Linked DNA regions of Sus scrofa: region 2 is linked to region 1. The links are chromatin contacts, called in public promoter capture Hi-C maps. All regions are on one chromosome and are shown on one strand. Each heading gives the region's core, a stretch centred on a gene start, on an enhancer-like site or on the middle of the called end of the contact. The rest is flanking DNA. Distances are from core to core; before and after follow the strand shown. Region 1 holds the start of DDX49 (probable ATP-dependent RNA helicase DDX49). Region 2 holds the start of SSBP4 (single-stranded DNA-binding protein 4).

Region 1 (7,922 bases), core at 3,747-6,246:
GAGCCCAGGGGTGTTGTGGTTGATGACCACCTGCACTGTGGGAATGTCCAGGCCCCTGTAGGCAGAGGCCAATCAGCACCTCTGTCCACGTGGGGACAGCAAGTTTGGGACTCACCCAAGGTCACTCAGTAGTGAAGCTGGGGCTGCCTGACCTGAGCCCAAAGCCAGCCTCCCCCTCTGACCCTTTTCTGGGATGTCATGGGGGAGAGAGTACCCTGGAGGGGCTCACCGGGAGGCCACATCTGTGGCGATCAGGATCCGGTAGATGCTGGATTTGAACTTGGCCAGGGCGGCAAAGCGCTCTTTCTGTGCCAGATTGGGGAGACAATTGAGGGGTTGGGGAGAGGGTGGTCAGGTAGCATCTCGACACACATGTGAGCACTTACATGTGAGGCCTGGGGACAGGGCAGAGGCCAGGACAGTTGCTGACCTCACGAGGCTCACAGTCCAGAGAGGGAGAGATCCTTGAGGATGCCAGAGTGAGGCTGGCGGGTGGCAGGAAGAATGTTCCCAGGCAGAGGAAAGGGCCTGGGCAAAAGCTCTGAGGATGGGAAGAGTCTCTGGGGCGAGACTGGCAGGTGAGGGCCACCTACGGGGCTCTATGGGGCCACCCGGCACCTCACCTGTTTCATCATGGAATGCAGGGCCACGGTGGGGAAGTTGAATTTTCGCAGCATCATGCACAGGATTTGGCAGGTCCTGGCAGGAAGGACATGTGGTCAGCCCATCCAGTGCCAGGGTCCTGGGAAGGCACTGTCCCTCCCACCCCCAATACCCTAAGCAGGTGGTCCCGCATAGCTGGGGAAGGAGTAGCAGGGGTGCAGTGTCCTCCCTTCCCCTGACCTAAGCCAAGAAGCGTGGGCCCTACATCCAGACTTTTTTGGTAGCCAATATATTGGTGGGGGGCGGTCAGCCAGTTAAGTCTCCTGCGTGCACTGTGGGCTGCCCTTCTACTCTGACTCATACCAGACTGGACTACAGTTTCTTGACAATCTCCCCAAACACATCAAAGGATTCTGACATTCTTTTTGGGGGGAAGGGGGGGTGCACTTGTGGCATATGGAAATTCCCAGGCTAGGGGCTGAATTGGAGCTGCAGCTGCTGGCCTATGCCACAGCTCATGGCAACGCTAGATCTTTAACCCACTGAACAGGGCCAGGGATTAGACCCAAGTCCTCAGGGACACCACTGGGTTCGTTACCACTGAGCCACAATGGGAACTCCAACATCAAAGGATTTTGAAATTCCTGGGCCTGGGCAGAAGACAGCCCAGGTGTTGGGGCTGATATGCCGGGACTCAGAGACACCCTGAGACCATGTGGACAGGCTGTTCCAGGGCCTTTCCAGATGCTGCAAGGGTCTCCCGGGGAAAGCCTGAGGTCCCCGGCCCTTCCAGTTAAGGGTAGGTCTGAGGAACCCCAAATTCTGACTCCGCCATCAAAAGGGATGACCTTAGAAAATTGCTTGACCTCTCTGAACCTCCTTGAGCGAATCCCCCAAAACTGCTAGTCTGAGCAAAGGCCCTGGAATGCCAAGATTGGCTGTGTGCCTCACACCTGCAACCTGGGGCCAGCTCTTAGGCTTCTGTGAAGGGCTGTGTGTGGGGGGGTGTCTGGGGGACGGGAGTGGTGGGCCTCCCTGTGCTCACTTGCACGTGTTGGTGAAGATGATGATGGACCAGTCCTCGTGCTCGTCCTGGAAGTTCTGGATCAGGTGGACCAGGTAGGCATCCTTGACCTTCTCGGGCACTAGCAGGTAGCGCTGGTCCAGCTGTTCTACAGTACGCACCCTGGGGATAGGTGGGCCGGTTCCCATTCTGTTGTTGAGGCCAATGCCCCGCCCCACCCATGGGCAATAATCTCTGTTGGATGTGAGCCCTCCCCACCCCCACTGCCTGCCTTGTTCCTCCAGGAATGTGGCTGTGGACTCACGGGGCCTGAGCCTCCCAGAAGAAGGGCTGGTTGGTGGCAAGGCTCTGCAGCTCCCTCAGCGTGTCAGTCAGTGTTGCACTGAAGAGCAGCGTTTGCCTGCGGGCCGGCACGGCTGCCAGGATGGCCTCCAGGTCCACGGTGAAGTCAGTGCAGCCCTGCTCCAACAGCCGGTCGGCCTCATCCATCACCTGGAGCACAGGGGCGGGGTGGGCATCTGGGGTCAGGGCGCTGTCCAAGGCCTGCCCACACATCCAGGCGCCCCCCCCCCCACGTGCCTCCTTCTTGTTTTTATCTATCACACCATCCCAACCCATCCCTAGGGCCACACCCGAGGCATATGGAAGTTCCCAGGTAGGGGTCAAATCGGAGCAGCAGCTGCCAGCCTAGGCCACAGCCACAGCAACCTAGGATCTGAGCCACATCTATTACCTACACTGAAGCTCACAGCTACACCAGATCCTTAACACACTGAGAAAGGTCAGGGATCAAACCCATGTCCCTATGGATATTAGGCTCATTACTGATGAGCCACAGTAGGAACTCTCTCCTTTCCTGGTCTTGGACGTGGGTCCTGGAGCACTCTCCCTCTGTGTCTTAGAGGCCATCTCAGTTCCAATGTCACCCCCTCAGAGAAGCCATGCTCCCGATTATCTTCGCTAGTACAGGCCCCCTCTTGTTGGTCTCTGAACTGTCTTTTTTTTTTTTTTGCCTTTTTTTTAAGGGCCACTCCTGCTGCATACAGAGATTCCCAGGCTAAGCGTCTAATCAGAATTACAGCTGCCGGCCTACGCCTTAGCCACAGCAATGCAAGATCCGCACCACATCTGCGACCTACACCACAGCTCATGGCAATGCCGGATCGTTAACCCACTGAGCGAGGCCAGGGATTGAACCCACAACCTCATGGTTCCTAATCGGATTTGTTTCCACTCCCCTGAGCTGTCCTTGTCACCATCCCTAACGTGGTACTGGATGGCTTGCAGACACGCATTTCACAAATGAATGATGAATCAGTACCCCAGGCCAACTCACCAGGAAGCGGATCTTCTTTATGCTGAAGGTGTTGGAGCTGCGGAGGTGGTCAGCAAGGCGCCCTGGTGTGGCAATGACCACGTGTGGTTTTCTGGACAGCTCCAGGGCCTGTGCCACCATGTCTGTGGGTGGAGGGCAAGAGGTGGGGCTGGGAGGATAGTCTGAAGCCTCAGGGTTTCCATGCCCAGAGCCTCCCTGGGCCTCTCATACCCATGCCACCAACGATGATGCAGTCTTTCAAGCCCAGAGGCTTCCCCAGGACCCGGAACTGCTCTGCAATCTGGTAGGCCAGCTCCCTGTGGGTGTGAAGGGGCCAGGATGGGTCAGATAGGGGTTTTGTGCCTGCCTCTCATTCCTATTCCACCTCCTGACTGGCCCTCTCCTGTTCACACACCTTCCACAGCCCCCAGTCCCCTTAGCACAAAGGTTCTGATACTGAGTGTTGGAGGCTCATTGTGCCCCTGCCCTCTAACCAGGTCCCAGAACAGCTCATGGCTCGTCACCTGCCAGTCCCACTCAAACTGGCCCTGTCTCTTCCCATGTCCTCAGCAATGACACCACAGTCTTCAAAGCCTGAGACCCAAGTGTCAGTACCCCCTCCTCAAGGGCTGGTCAGTGTCCAGGTCCCCTCCTCTCTGCCCCCAGCTCCAGCTCCGCCCAGGCCTCTTTTCTGCCCATGTCCCTACTTCCTGATCTTCCTGCTTGCCCTAAATCAAGCCTCATGCTCAGCACTTTCCACATATCATCTTGTTTAATTCTTCAGTACCCCTAAGACATGGGCTTAATCTCTGTCCCCATTTTGCACAAATGCAAAGTGCGCTTGCCCAAGAGAACACAGCTGGTTAGCTCCCCCAAGAGGCCTATTGGGGGCCAGAAGCTCACCTTGTGGGTGTCAGGACGAGGCAGAAGATACCATAGGGATCTTCAGACAGCTTCTGCAAGATGGGCAGGACAAACGCTGCTGTCTTGCCGCTGCCTGTCTTGGCACAGCCGAGGCAGTCCCGACCTGGACAGAGGGCAAAGCAGCATCAGAGGTATAACAGATGTTCCACTGGGCCCAGTGTATAACAGCTAAGGTCTAATAAGCAGTTACTGTATGCTCAATACTGGCGTGTGCTCTTTCTGTTTCAGGATTCTGATAACTTACTGTTTTAGCAACTGACAAATTTTAGGAGGAAGAGGCCATTACCATTCCCACTTAACAGAAGGGAGAACAGATCTCAAAGCTTTGCCCAGGACACACTGCCAGTGAGTACAAGCTGGACTAGAACCCACATGCATCTGACCTGAGATGTCTGCTACTAATCACTACCTCATTTTGACTCCTTCCCAGGGATAGAAGCTTGGGAAACCCAGAATGTTCTCCAAAATCTGCATCCTATGCTCCCAAATGATGCCTTCAGCTTTATTTAATCTCTCAATTTGTCCATCTGAGGCTTCCTAAAAAGCCAGAGGAGTGAGGAGAAAAGCAGTCTACAGACTAGAGTCCTAAATTTACCTAGGTTTACCAGTTGTCGGTACCGGTAATACCGACAACCTCAGTTTCCATCTATGAAATGGAGATAGTAATACAAACTACCGAATTTTCCCAGTGTTATCTACCAGTCACTCATCAAATCATCCCAGCGCTCTGAGGCTATCTATGAGAGCTTCAGAAATTACACCACTTGTGTGCGGAAACACGGCGAGTCAATCGTACAGCCTAAACGCCAACACTGAGTAGTCGACTCCGAGAAACCAGGCTCGCCCGTGAGGCCCCAAAGCTGCCCCTCGACCCACGGTACCGGTGTGGGCAAAAGGGGCGAGAAGGCAAAGTAAGGCGACAGGAGCGGGGAAACCTCCTGTAGAAGAGGCCTAGGTACACTCACCCTCCAGGATGGCGGGGATGCAGCCGAGCTGCACGGGCGTGGGCTGCTTCAAACCCAGCTGCCGACATTGTTCCACCAGCCACGATGACAGCCCGAGCTCAGCAAAGCCAGCCATCCTCTCAGTCAGCCCGGCACCCCTGTGAGCCGTGCTTCCGGCGCTTGTCGATGACGTCAGGGAAGCCTTCGCGTTTATTGGATCTACCTTTTGCGCGGCTCCACCCTCTGCAGTTTACTGCCATTCCTAGGCTCATTATATCCTTACCATGTTTTCCCCGAGCCCGCAGACTCGAATACAACTACAATTCCCGAGATGCCCTGTGAACGCACGTGCGTCTCCCGCCCCTTTAACTCCTCTTTAAGCTCATTTCCAGGGAGCCGAGTAAACTACATTTCCCGGAGGCTCTGCGGTGGCTCTGTGCTTCCGGCCGACGTGTCCTCAGGAAGAGGAAGGGGTAAGAACACAGCGACATGGCGCCACCGGCACCCGGCCCGGCCTCCGGCGGCTCCGGGGAAGTAGATGAGTTGTTCGACGTAAAGAATGCCTTCTACATTGGCAGCTACCAACAGTGCATCAACGAGGCTCAGCGGGTGAAGGTGGGCTAGGGGATGCTAGGGGCGGAGGCGGGGGCGGAATACGCTTCCTGTTGGCCACGGGTCGTGCTCTGATTTTAAAACCCTTTCTTTCCTCGTCCCGTTTTTCCTCTCACACCTCTTTAGAGCGCGATAAGGAATTATCCCTGTCCCATGACAAAACCCAAAGCAGCAGCAGTTTATGATACTTCTCACTTTGAGCGCTCTTAGCCTGGGAGGCGTTTGAGTAAAAGAGGGGTTTCTTACCGCTATGGTAATAACAATGGCGAGGTTATTACGCTATAGTAATGATAATAGTAACAGTAATTCTTGTTGGTTCAGCGCCCACACTGTGCCGCCATACCCTCAATACCTGTGAAGTAGGGACGTTGTTTATCCTCATTGTCCAGGTGAGAACTCCGAGGCTTTTCGCAATGTCACCCTGTCCCATTAACCAGATTATTTCTCTCCAAACATGCCCATTCGTTCACTCCTCATGGAGTATCTGTATAAGCCAGGCAGAGTGCTCGTGCTGGGCTCAAAGCAGTACAAAATAGACAAAACTCCCAGCTCTCTTGGAAACCTCAGCTCCCAAGGGAGACAGAGAATTAACAAGTTAATAAACAAGATGTCAGGAGATGGTGTGATGGGGAGTGGTGAGGGGGCTTGGCTGTTTGAGGGCTGAAAAATAGAGTCCAGGGCCCAGGCAGTGAGCGGGTGACAGGAGAGGGAGCAGAAAGGACCTTAGGCAGTACTTTTGGGGAAGGGTCACGGATATTACAGTTACTTTGAGAGTGAGCCATTGGAGAATTTTTTTTTTTTTTTTTAAGGGCTGCACCTGCGACATATGGAGGTTCCCAAGCTAGGGGTCTAATCAGAGCTGTAGCCGCCAGCTTACACCACAGCCACAGCAACTCGGGATCTAAGCCTCGTCTTCGACCTACACCGAAGCTCACAGCAACGCTGGATCCCTAACCCACTGAACAAAGCCAGAGATCGAACCCGCAACCTCATGGTTCCTAGTTGGAATCGTTAACCACTGAGCCACGATGGGAACTCCAGGGTTTAGTGTTCTGAAGAGAGAAAGCTTAATTACAACTTGAGCCCTATGGGGGTGAGAGGAGATGAGAGTACTGAGTCAGAAATGGGGGTGGGGGGAGTTCCCACTGTGGCACAGTGGGTTAAGAATCCAGCTGCAGGGGCTTGGGTCACTGCCATGGCTCAGATTCAGTCCCTGGCCCAGGAACTTCCATATGCCGTGGCGCAGCTATAAAATAAAATTGAAAAAAAATTAGAGATGGGGGTGGGAACTGCTTTGCATGAGAGTGGTCAGATCAGGCCAGATCTCTCTGTCATTTGAACCTGAGACTGAACCTTGGGGAAGGATCTAACCCCATAAGTTGCTGCAGAGGTGGCCGAGGCAGGAGTGAGTTCCAGGTGATCAAGGCCTAGGAGGCTGGTATAGCAGAAGTGGGGCAAGTACAGCGGGAGAGACAAAGAATGAGGTGGACAGAGCCTTAGGGGGCGGCAGCAGCAGGGGTTTGGGTTTTATTCCAAACATGTTTGGAGGCCATTGTGGGAGGCCATCGAAGCACCAAGCAGGGGAGTGGCAGATGTCTTCAGAGAGGCACGCAGAGCCTTCGGAGGAAATTGGATTCTGAAGTAGAGAAAGCTTGTTTTCCCTTCTGGCCATTTGCAGGGAACCTCATGTCCCTGAGCATTATCTATGTAATGGGGGTAGAACTCCAAACAGATTTCAGGAAGGTTAGGATTTGCTGAAATAACGTGTGTACAATCATGTTCGCTTTCCATTGCCGCTGTGACAAATTAGCACAAACAATGGCTTAAAAGAGCACACATTTATTATCTCACAGCTTCTGTAGGTCAGAAGTTCAGCAAGGTTCTCGCCAGGCTAACATCAAAGTATTGGTCTGGCTACATCTTTTCTGGAGGTTCTGGGGAGGAATCACCTTCCTAACTTGTTCCAGTTGCTGCCTCTTGACCAGGGGCCACTCTTAGCTCCTAGAGGCTTCTCTCTAGTCCTCAAGCTCGCACATCACCCTTCCATCTCAGAACCAGCCATAAGGTTCTCATGCTTGGAGTCTCTCAGATTTCCCCCTCTCCTTCATCCCTTTAGTCTAAAAGTCTTCTGCTTGGAGCTCCCGTTGTGGCTCCGCAGGTTAAGAACCTGACATAGTCTCCATGAGGACGCACGTTCAGCCCCTGGCTTGGCTCAGTGGATTAAGGATCTGGCATTGCCACAAACTGCAGCATAGGTTGCAGATGCTGCTTGGATCCAGCATTGCTGTGGTTGTGGTGTAGGCCGTCACTGCAGCTCCAATTCAGCCCCTAGCCTGGGACCTTCCGTATGCCGCAGGTGTGGCCCTAAAAAGAAAATAAATAAATAAGTGGTCTTTGCTTTTAAGAGCATCTGTGATTAGACAGGATGTTCCCATGTAACCTAACATAGTCTCCCCATTTTGGGGCTCATAACGTTCATCACACCATTGAAATCCCTTTT
Region 2 (7,922 bases), core at 2,069-4,568, 450 kb after region 1:
AGCCTCCAAGGGCAGGGACCCAAAGTCCATGCACCTAGAAGGCACTAAGTCCATTTGGGGGACAAGCTGGCCCAAGTCTATAGTGTTTAGATGGGGAGCCAGAGGTGGCTCAGGACAGGGGCCCAAGAATGAAGGAGAGGAAGGGCAGGAGGAAGCAGGAAGATGAGATCGGGGAAGAAAAAATAGTCCCAGAGAGTCAAGGCCCTGGGCAGTGGAACCCACTCCACCCCATTTACCCCATTTCACAGAGGAGGAAACCAAGGCCCAGGGACAGGAAGTGGCTCGGGTGGTGGCTGCCTGTGAGGGGTGCTCTAACTGAAGCCTCTCACCCAGTCCTTGTGAGAATCCTGCAAGGCCCACATTTCAGATAAGGCAACTGAGGCTCAGAGCAACCAGCCCACCTCTTTGGTGTATCAGCCCCTATGCTTCTGAGAGCTCACCTGTGACCCAGAACCCTTGGCTTCAGCAGGTCCCTTCCTCTCCAGGACCCTGTCATCCCTGTCGGTGAAGTGGATGCCACCATCTGGTGCTTTCCAAACTTTCTTTAGCAGCAGAACCTCATCTCCAAGTCAATGCTTATACAAGAAATGGATGAGTGCAGGATGGCTCTGGCCAAAAATGATGGGGGAGAGGGGCCAAGAGCCAAGACCATGTTCAGAGAATCAAGATCTGGGAGTTTCCTAATGGCCTAGCTGTTAAGGATCTGGCATTGTCACTGCTGTGGCTCAGGTTCGATCCCTGGCCCAGGTACTTTCACAGGCTGCAGGCATGACCAAAAAAAAAAAAAAAAAAGAATCAAAATCTGGGAGTTCTTTGCTGGTCTAATGGTTCGGACTCAGTGCTTTCACCACCGCAGCCCAGGTTCAATCTCTGGTCTGGGAACTAAGATCCCACATCAAGCCACTGCATGCCATGGCCAAAAAAAACCCAAAAACCAAAAAACAAAAAAACCCCCAAAATCTTTCCTGAACTGTTCAGTGGGACTGAAATGCAACTCCAAACCCTACCACCCCAGCTCAAACCCATTTCCTCCACTCTGTCTCCATGACCACCACCTAAGCTGCCACCATTAGCTCTCTCCCAGTTAACTGTGCCTGCCTTTCCCAGGTCTCCTGGTCCTCTACCCCCACCAACCCCAAATAAGCCCTAGTCCACAAAAGAGCTGGAATGCACTTTCAAACACATGCCTCTCTGGCTCATACGGCACACCCCACCCCTGGACACCAGCCCTAGCTCTTTTGCCTGGCCTCACCCTAGGGACTCTGCACTTGCTGTGCCCTCAGCCATCAGCTCTTCCTCCAGGTCTCTGCACACCTGGCACCTCCCTCACACTTCACTACCTCCCACTTTGCTTTCTTCATAGCACATCCCAAGATCTTCACATCAGCTTGCTAAGTAACTCGCTTGCCTCCTAGCTAGGATGTGGGCTTCTTCAGGGCCAAGGTGTGCCTTTCCAACCACTATGCCCCAGGACCCAGCCCAGCACATGTCTGAACAAGTGAACAATTCCCACTGAGGGAGTGGTAGCCCCTAGATCCCAGCAGCCAGGGTAAAAGGATGGCTGCAGATGTGCCAGGATTCCCAGGAGTTGGGTATCCAGACATCCCCTGCTTCCAACCTCAAAAGAGCCAGGTGCCAGTTTCAAAAAGCCTTCCTGCTCGAAGGTGCCTGGAAATGGAGCCCACCTCATAACTGTGCAGATCGACAAGACAAGCCTAGAAAAGTACTCATCTACCTAGCATCTTTTGGCCAGAAGGCTCTTCTCCAAAATGACCCCAAGGCTGGGTAGAGAATGGACACTCATCCTTATGTGTGTATGTAGGAGTGGGGTGGGGCAGTGACCTCAATGTCAGCCCAGGCAGAAAAGGCAGAACAGGAAAGAGCCCATGTCCAAGGGGCTTCCTCACCACCCAGACATTCAAGTCCTTCTAGGATCTTGTGAATCAACCATTGGCCATCAGCCATGGCAAGCCTTCCCTTCTCTCTGGCACTTTAACAATACTGCAAAACCATTGGGTGCCCTTACTGTGAGGCAGTCGCAGCTCCAGCACCTTTCAAATGCTCCCCAAACCTAAGAGATGGCACTGCATTTATAAGGAAGGGAAAGTGAGCCTAGCAGGGGGTGCTCCCTCATCCAAAGCCACAAAACAGGTTAAGAGACAGTGTCAGAAGGCAAGGGAAGCACAGCAGCCCTGCTGCCTCCCCACCCCAAGAAGCTCTCATCACAGAGTCTGGAAATTAGCTACCTATCCTTCTAACAGCCTGAAAGCATCTGCTACCCACAGCCCAGCCCAGCCCCAGAACAAGTGGCAGGCCCCAGGACTGTGAGCCTTGCAGCTTCCTCAGGGCCCCATCCAGCCGCCCCAAGCCCGCTTGGACAGGTGGCCTTGCAGGCCCTTCTATCATCTCTCAAGCTTTTCCCAAGGAGCAGAAGTACCAGAGTAAGCAGTGTCCCCTACCTGGGAAACTTCCTGGGAGGATGGAGGAAGCTACACAAACTGTGACTCCATGCACTCACATATGCAACCTTGCACACCCAAGTCTCGACCGTCGGGGAGGTCTCGCGACCCTCTAGTCACTCTAGGATCTCGCGCGCCCCCTCAAATCTCGCACCCTCGAGTCTCGCGCGCCCCCGCAAATCTCGCACCCCTCGGGTCTCCTGCGCCCCTACTACTCTTTCAACCTCTCGAGTCTCGCGCGTCCCCTCAAATCTCGCGACCCCTTAAATCCCTCATGACCCTTTGGGTTTTGAGCGCTCCCACGTATCTCGCGCCTCCTTGAGCCCCCTCGGGTCTCGCGCACCCGCTCAAATCTCGCGGCCCTTCGAGCGTGCTCTGGCCCCGCACGCCCTGCACCCCGCACCCACGTGCCCAACGCAGTGCCCAACGCAGTGCCCGCTGGCGGTGGGGCCCACGGAAGCGGCGCGGCCACTGAGCCCCGCCCCCGGCTCCCGAGGTCCCGGCCCACTGACTCACTTCTCGCGTGCCTGGCTGTCGGAGGGCACGGCCGAGCCCTTGCCCCCCTTGGCGTACATCCTGCTCCGTGCCGCCGCCGCCGCGCTGGGGCCCCACACCTGTCAGGCGGCGCCGCGGGCCGCGCTCCCGGTCGCCATAGCTACCCCGCGTCCCGGGCCTCACCACCCCGAGCCCCGCGCGGGCATCGCGGGCATCGTCCGCGCGGGGGAGCTCCAAACGGCCGAGACGGCAGCGGCGGCGGCAGCTCCAGCTTTGGCTCTGACCACGGGTTTTATTTTCTTCCTCTCTTCCCTCAGCGCGGGCTGTTCCGGGAAGCGCGCGCCCCCTCCTCCCGCCGCGCGCGCCCCCGCCCGCCGCCTCCCCGTCGCTCGCGGGCGCCGCTCTTAAAGGGGCGATGGCAGGAGCGCGGGTGGGTCCCGCCGCCAGGACCGTGGGCCGGGCGCGCAAGCGCAGTGCCCGCCGCGGGGGGAGGGGGCGCGGGCTGCTCACGCTCAGGGCATGAGTGGGGACACCACTTCTGGGGCACACAGCGGGACACAGCTGATCATGGCTACACACACATTGTCCAAATAGAACCAGCCACCCAAATTGTACACCTAAGAACACAAGCCCACACTTAATTGCGATAGCATTCTCCGACACAAGACTCCACACGTAAGTCCGCATAACTACTGGAATAACTACTGATAGACCTATAAAGCTACAGGCAGTCACACTGGATGTATCACCCCGCAGCACAGGTGGGGACCGCCATACACAGTCTGCCCAGAGACACGCAGGTATACACAGCTTAAATAGTTGCTGTTACAGAACACTGAAACAGACCACGCGCACCTCGGCACACACCTGCATAGACACGCATTTGGAACCGCTATGGCACATCTTCCAACAGCTGTGGAATGAGCCCAAGCAGCTACTTGCTGTCACCCTGGGGCACCCTGTTGCAGCCTCTGGAGGGCTCCACACAGGGGCCTGGGCTGTCACTGAGCCACAGATAACTGTGTCACACAGTCACACGCAACGCACAGTCACACAACAGAGATGCTCGCAGCACAAAGACACCACACAGACAAGAAGCTCCTGGGGTGCCCAGGCCACACGCTGGGAGCCACTCTGCACAGCCCTACTGTCACACCTCGTGTCAATAGTCGGTGCTGGGTGACGGACTGGGTCACTCCCGCCTGCTCCGCCTCTCTGCCAGTGTTGCCAGCTGTTAATGGCATGAATCCCATTTGCCTGGGTGCAGGGAAAGGGTATTCCATTCTCTCTCCTGGGACCCTTCTTCTACCCCCAGGATATTTTCAGAGAAGGTGGAGGCAGACACTCAGGCAAGGAAGGACACCCGCAGGGCAAGGGGTGCTTGGGAGGGGTGGAGGCCTGTGCGCCAGGGGACCTGTGGGCTGCGTGCGTGGGCTGGGTGAGGAGAGGCGGTCCAAGGTCCAACTGTGACTCTAGGTCTGGATGCTTCTGGGAATATTTGCCATAGGTATTCTTTTTTTTGCTACGTGCAACCAGTGTGTGTGTAGACATGCGGATCCTGTGTGAGTGCACGTGTGCATCGCTGTGTGTGGGAGGATTGGCAAGTACCCAGTCGCTGGCGGGGCAACTGTCCCTGGCTCTGCGACGGTGGCTGCGTGTCCGCGGCGGTTTTGGGGGGCCAAGTGACGCCACGTCACATTTTGTGCACTAGGTTGGATTGCTGCCTCCCTGGGACCTCTGTTGTGTGGTTGTGCGCTCAGATTTCCCATGTTGTGTGTTTGTGTGTGCGCGCGCGCGCGCGCGCGAGCCTTGATCGGAACGCCCTTCCCGCTGCCCTACGACCCCCATTATGCTTCCCTCTTAGAACCGCCCCCAATGGCCTCCCTCCGACCCAAGGCTTCTGGCGGGCGGGAAGTCCTGAACCGCTGGGGTTCCAGACGGACGAGGAGGAAGGGAAGGGCAGGGCCAGGCGGTCGTCAGCCCCGCCTCCATCCTGAGGGGCCCCGGCCGGGGTTGGGGGGGACGCCAGCCCTTCCCACTTCCTGTCCAGCCGGTCGTCCCCTCCCCCAGCTTCCTCTCCCGCGGGCCTCCTAGGCCCCAGGCCGGCGCGGAGGAGGGGCCCTCTCTGCGTTTTAATGGGGCGCGGCAGACTTGATTCTGTCGGGCGTCGAGCTGGCGACTGCCCAATGTCCCCGGGGCCGCCAGGGGATGTGGACATCAAGGACACCCTCATCGTAATGCCCACCAGTGCCCATCACCGCTCTTCAGCCAGGCACACAGAGGGTGTGACTCACCCAGGTCACACAGTGTATTGGTGACAGCTGTGACTGCCGGGCACTACGGACGCCCCCATCCAGGCGCTCCCCATTTATCTCCTAATGTTCTGTGGCTCCCTAGGATTCTGTGCCCTGGTTGGGCCCCCCGCTATCTCTGAGCCGCCGCTCCTTAAGTCGGCGTGAGCCTTCATCCTCCGCGCAAACATTTATTGAGTGCCTGCTGTGTGCCGGGCTCTGTGGACCAGTCTGGACGTGTTGCTATTGCTTGTGAAGCAAAGGGAGGGCCGAACGTCAAAAGCTGGCGAGTCAGTAGGCTAATTTCAGGGAGTGCCACGTGCTGGGCAGAGGGAGGGGACCCCGGTGAAGAGGACCGGGCAACCGCTGGGGCGGAGGGAGGAAAGGAGGCTGGGAGGCGGAGGCACCCGCGGCCCGGCGAGTTGCAGAGGGGGAGGCACGGCTGGCGGGAGCGGAGAGCGCCGTTCTCATGGCAACCGGGGCGGATCTCCAAAACAGCCTCAGCGAGGGCGGAAAAGTCCGAGAAGAGCGACCTCTGGGCCCCACGCAGCGACCGGGAAGCTGAGTCGCGGGCACATCCACCCAGGCAGGGCTCACGCCTAGCAAGAACAGAACCCATAGAAACACCGCCCCCGATCCCCCTTGCAAAGGAGGGACGTGAGGGGGAAAAGGAAAAAAATTTCAATAAGGGGAGGGGTGGATCCGAAAGATCTGCAAGGAGAGTGCTCAGATTGCTGTCGCGGCAAGTGCAAAGGCCCTGAGGTGGGCACAAGATTAAAATGTTGAGGCAGAGCGAGGAGGGCAGTGTGGCTGCAGCAGGGGATAGAGGAACCGAGGGGCCGGAGCACTCCTGGCGGAGACCGGTCGGGATTTGTTCTAAAAGGAAAAGGGAGCCATCGGAAGGTGTGTTAGCCGCGAGGGACGGGATCTGCATCAAGATTTTAAGAAGCTTCATGGGGGCTGCCGGGTGGATCGGGATGGCATGGAGGAGGCAGGGAGGTTGGCCCAGGTAGGCAGGGGTCCTGGCCCAGGAATTGATTTAGGAGCCAAAGTGAGCGGGGAACGGTAAGCGAGGAGCGCTAAGGGTGAAAGTTGGACCCCAGACCTGCAACCTTTTTGCTGGCTCCCGGTCGCCCCCCTGTGGCCACGCGGGGACTGCAGCCCTGAGCTGGGTCTCTGCCTCTAAGAACCACCCATGCTCGCAAACCTCAGCCCTAAGCGGTCGGAGTCGGTGCCTGGAGGAACCCGAAGCCGGGTCTGCTTGTAGCGCAGGGGGACCGCCTGGAGGAGGAGCCAACCCTCCCCTCATTTACTCCTTCCAGCCCTTCCATTATTCAGAGGCACTCTTCATAGGCCCACCTCCCAGCCTTTGCACTGGCTGTTCCTGCTGCCTGGAGCGCTCTTTCTCCGGCTCCAGGCCTGGACTATTCTGGTTCCTCCTTCGGCCTTTGGCCGCAGCGTTCCTTCTCCCCCACCCTCCTTCTCTTCCTCCTCCTTTCCCTCCTCCCCCACTTCTCCTTCTCCATCTTTCACCTCTCCCTCCCTCTTCGCCTTCCCTGGCCACCTCCTCCAGATTACTGGTTCTGCACTAGCCTTGGTTGGACTTATCACTATTTTGATAAAATAATGCCTCAGGTTCTCTGTCAGAAGCCTCCCTCCTCCCCATGGATCTGCCTTCCCCGCAGAAACAGCGGGGGTGGGGGTGGGGGTGGGGTCCATGAGTATGTTGGGAAGTCTTTGGGAAGGCTGGTTTGGGTTTTCCTGATGAAGGTTCTTCCTCTCCACAGGAGGTGGGAGCTGCCCATTAATGGGGGAGGGGGGATTTGGGAAGCAGCCAGGATTCCGCCTGCAGACCCCAGCAGCCCTTCCCCAGCCGTGCGTGGGTGGCGGCCACAGCTGGGAGCAGGGTCTGAGCCATCAGACGTTTCCTCTCAGAAGCTGTAATTAGGGGTAATTTTCTAACTGCAACACAAAATTAAAACCCAAACAACGGCCGGGAGGGAAGAAACCACAGCAGCTGGTGAGCACCGGGGCAGGCTGGGGTGCGGTTGGAGGTTCCAGCCTAGACCTGGTCGGGGAGCCAGCTCCCTGGGAGGGGAGGGGCACGGGCACCAGGCGAAGGGTCTTTGAGACCCGCTGGACTCCTTGGAGAGCCGGCAACCCTTTGTAGTGTTGGTTTGCGAAATGGGGATTATACCCCAAGACCGATCACCTGAAGGCAGAACTTCTCAGATGGAGGATCTGGACCTACATTTGAACCCTGGCCGTGTGGCCTTGAGCGGGAGCCTACTGAACCTCAGCCCCCGGCTCTCAGATTCGTGAGGAACTCCAGGTGGGAGAAAGGACCCTGGAGGACGGGGCGGAGGAGCCTCAGTCGATCCCGCAGCTCCCTCCCCAACCCCCACCCCATCCTGTTCATACTCCACAAAGCTCAACCTGAGCCAGTACACTGCCCTACTTCCAAAACCATCTGTGGGTCCACAGCCCACAAATGAAGATCCCCGCTCCTCCGCCCTGCCTTTGAACTCCAGAATCAAACTAATCAGTAGGAATTGGTGCACCCAGCACTGATCATCCCTTAAAACCCTCCCAGCAACCTCATGAGAGAGGCAGCATTTTTTTCCTCTCCATGTTAGAGTTGGGAAACGAGGCTCAGAGAAACCCTGACGGAGATATG

Evidence for each region. Promoter capture Hi-C pulls out the DNA fragments that hold promoters and counts their contacts.
Region 2: a promoter capture Hi-C map of fetal liver shows a contact between it and region 1, with 4 times the contacts expected there. The contact joins the promoter of SSBP4 here to the promoter of DDX49 in region 1. A contact is called at or near these places in 1 of 5 promoter capture datasets (fetal liver), 1 of 47 Hi-C or Micro-C datasets (liver) and 1 of 2 datasets of contacts at active chromatin or transcription factors (alveolar macrophages).

What each region holds. Positions count from the first base shown.
Region 1 is chr2:58,925,714-58,933,635 of Sscrofa11.1, forward strand. DDX49 (probable ATP-dependent RNA helicase DDX49) reads right to left here and starts at 4,997. Exons shown (of 13, transcript XM_003123539.4): 1 at 4,832-4,997; 2 at 3,846-3,969; 3 at 3,174-3,259; 4 at 2,964-3,085; 5 at 1,932-2,119; 6 at 1,649-1,789; 7 at 624-699; 8 at 230-306; 9 at 1-55. The coding sequence starts at 4,946. COPE (coatomer subunit epsilon) reads left to right here and starts at 5,216. Exons shown (of 10, transcript XM_003123536.4): 1 at 5,216-5,425. The coding sequence starts at 5,300.
Region 2 is chr2:59,381,219-59,389,140 of Sscrofa11.1, forward strand. SSBP4 (single-stranded DNA-binding protein 4) reads right to left here and starts at 3,319. Exons shown (of 17, transcript XM_021083516.1): 1 at 2,976-3,319. The coding sequence starts at 3,034.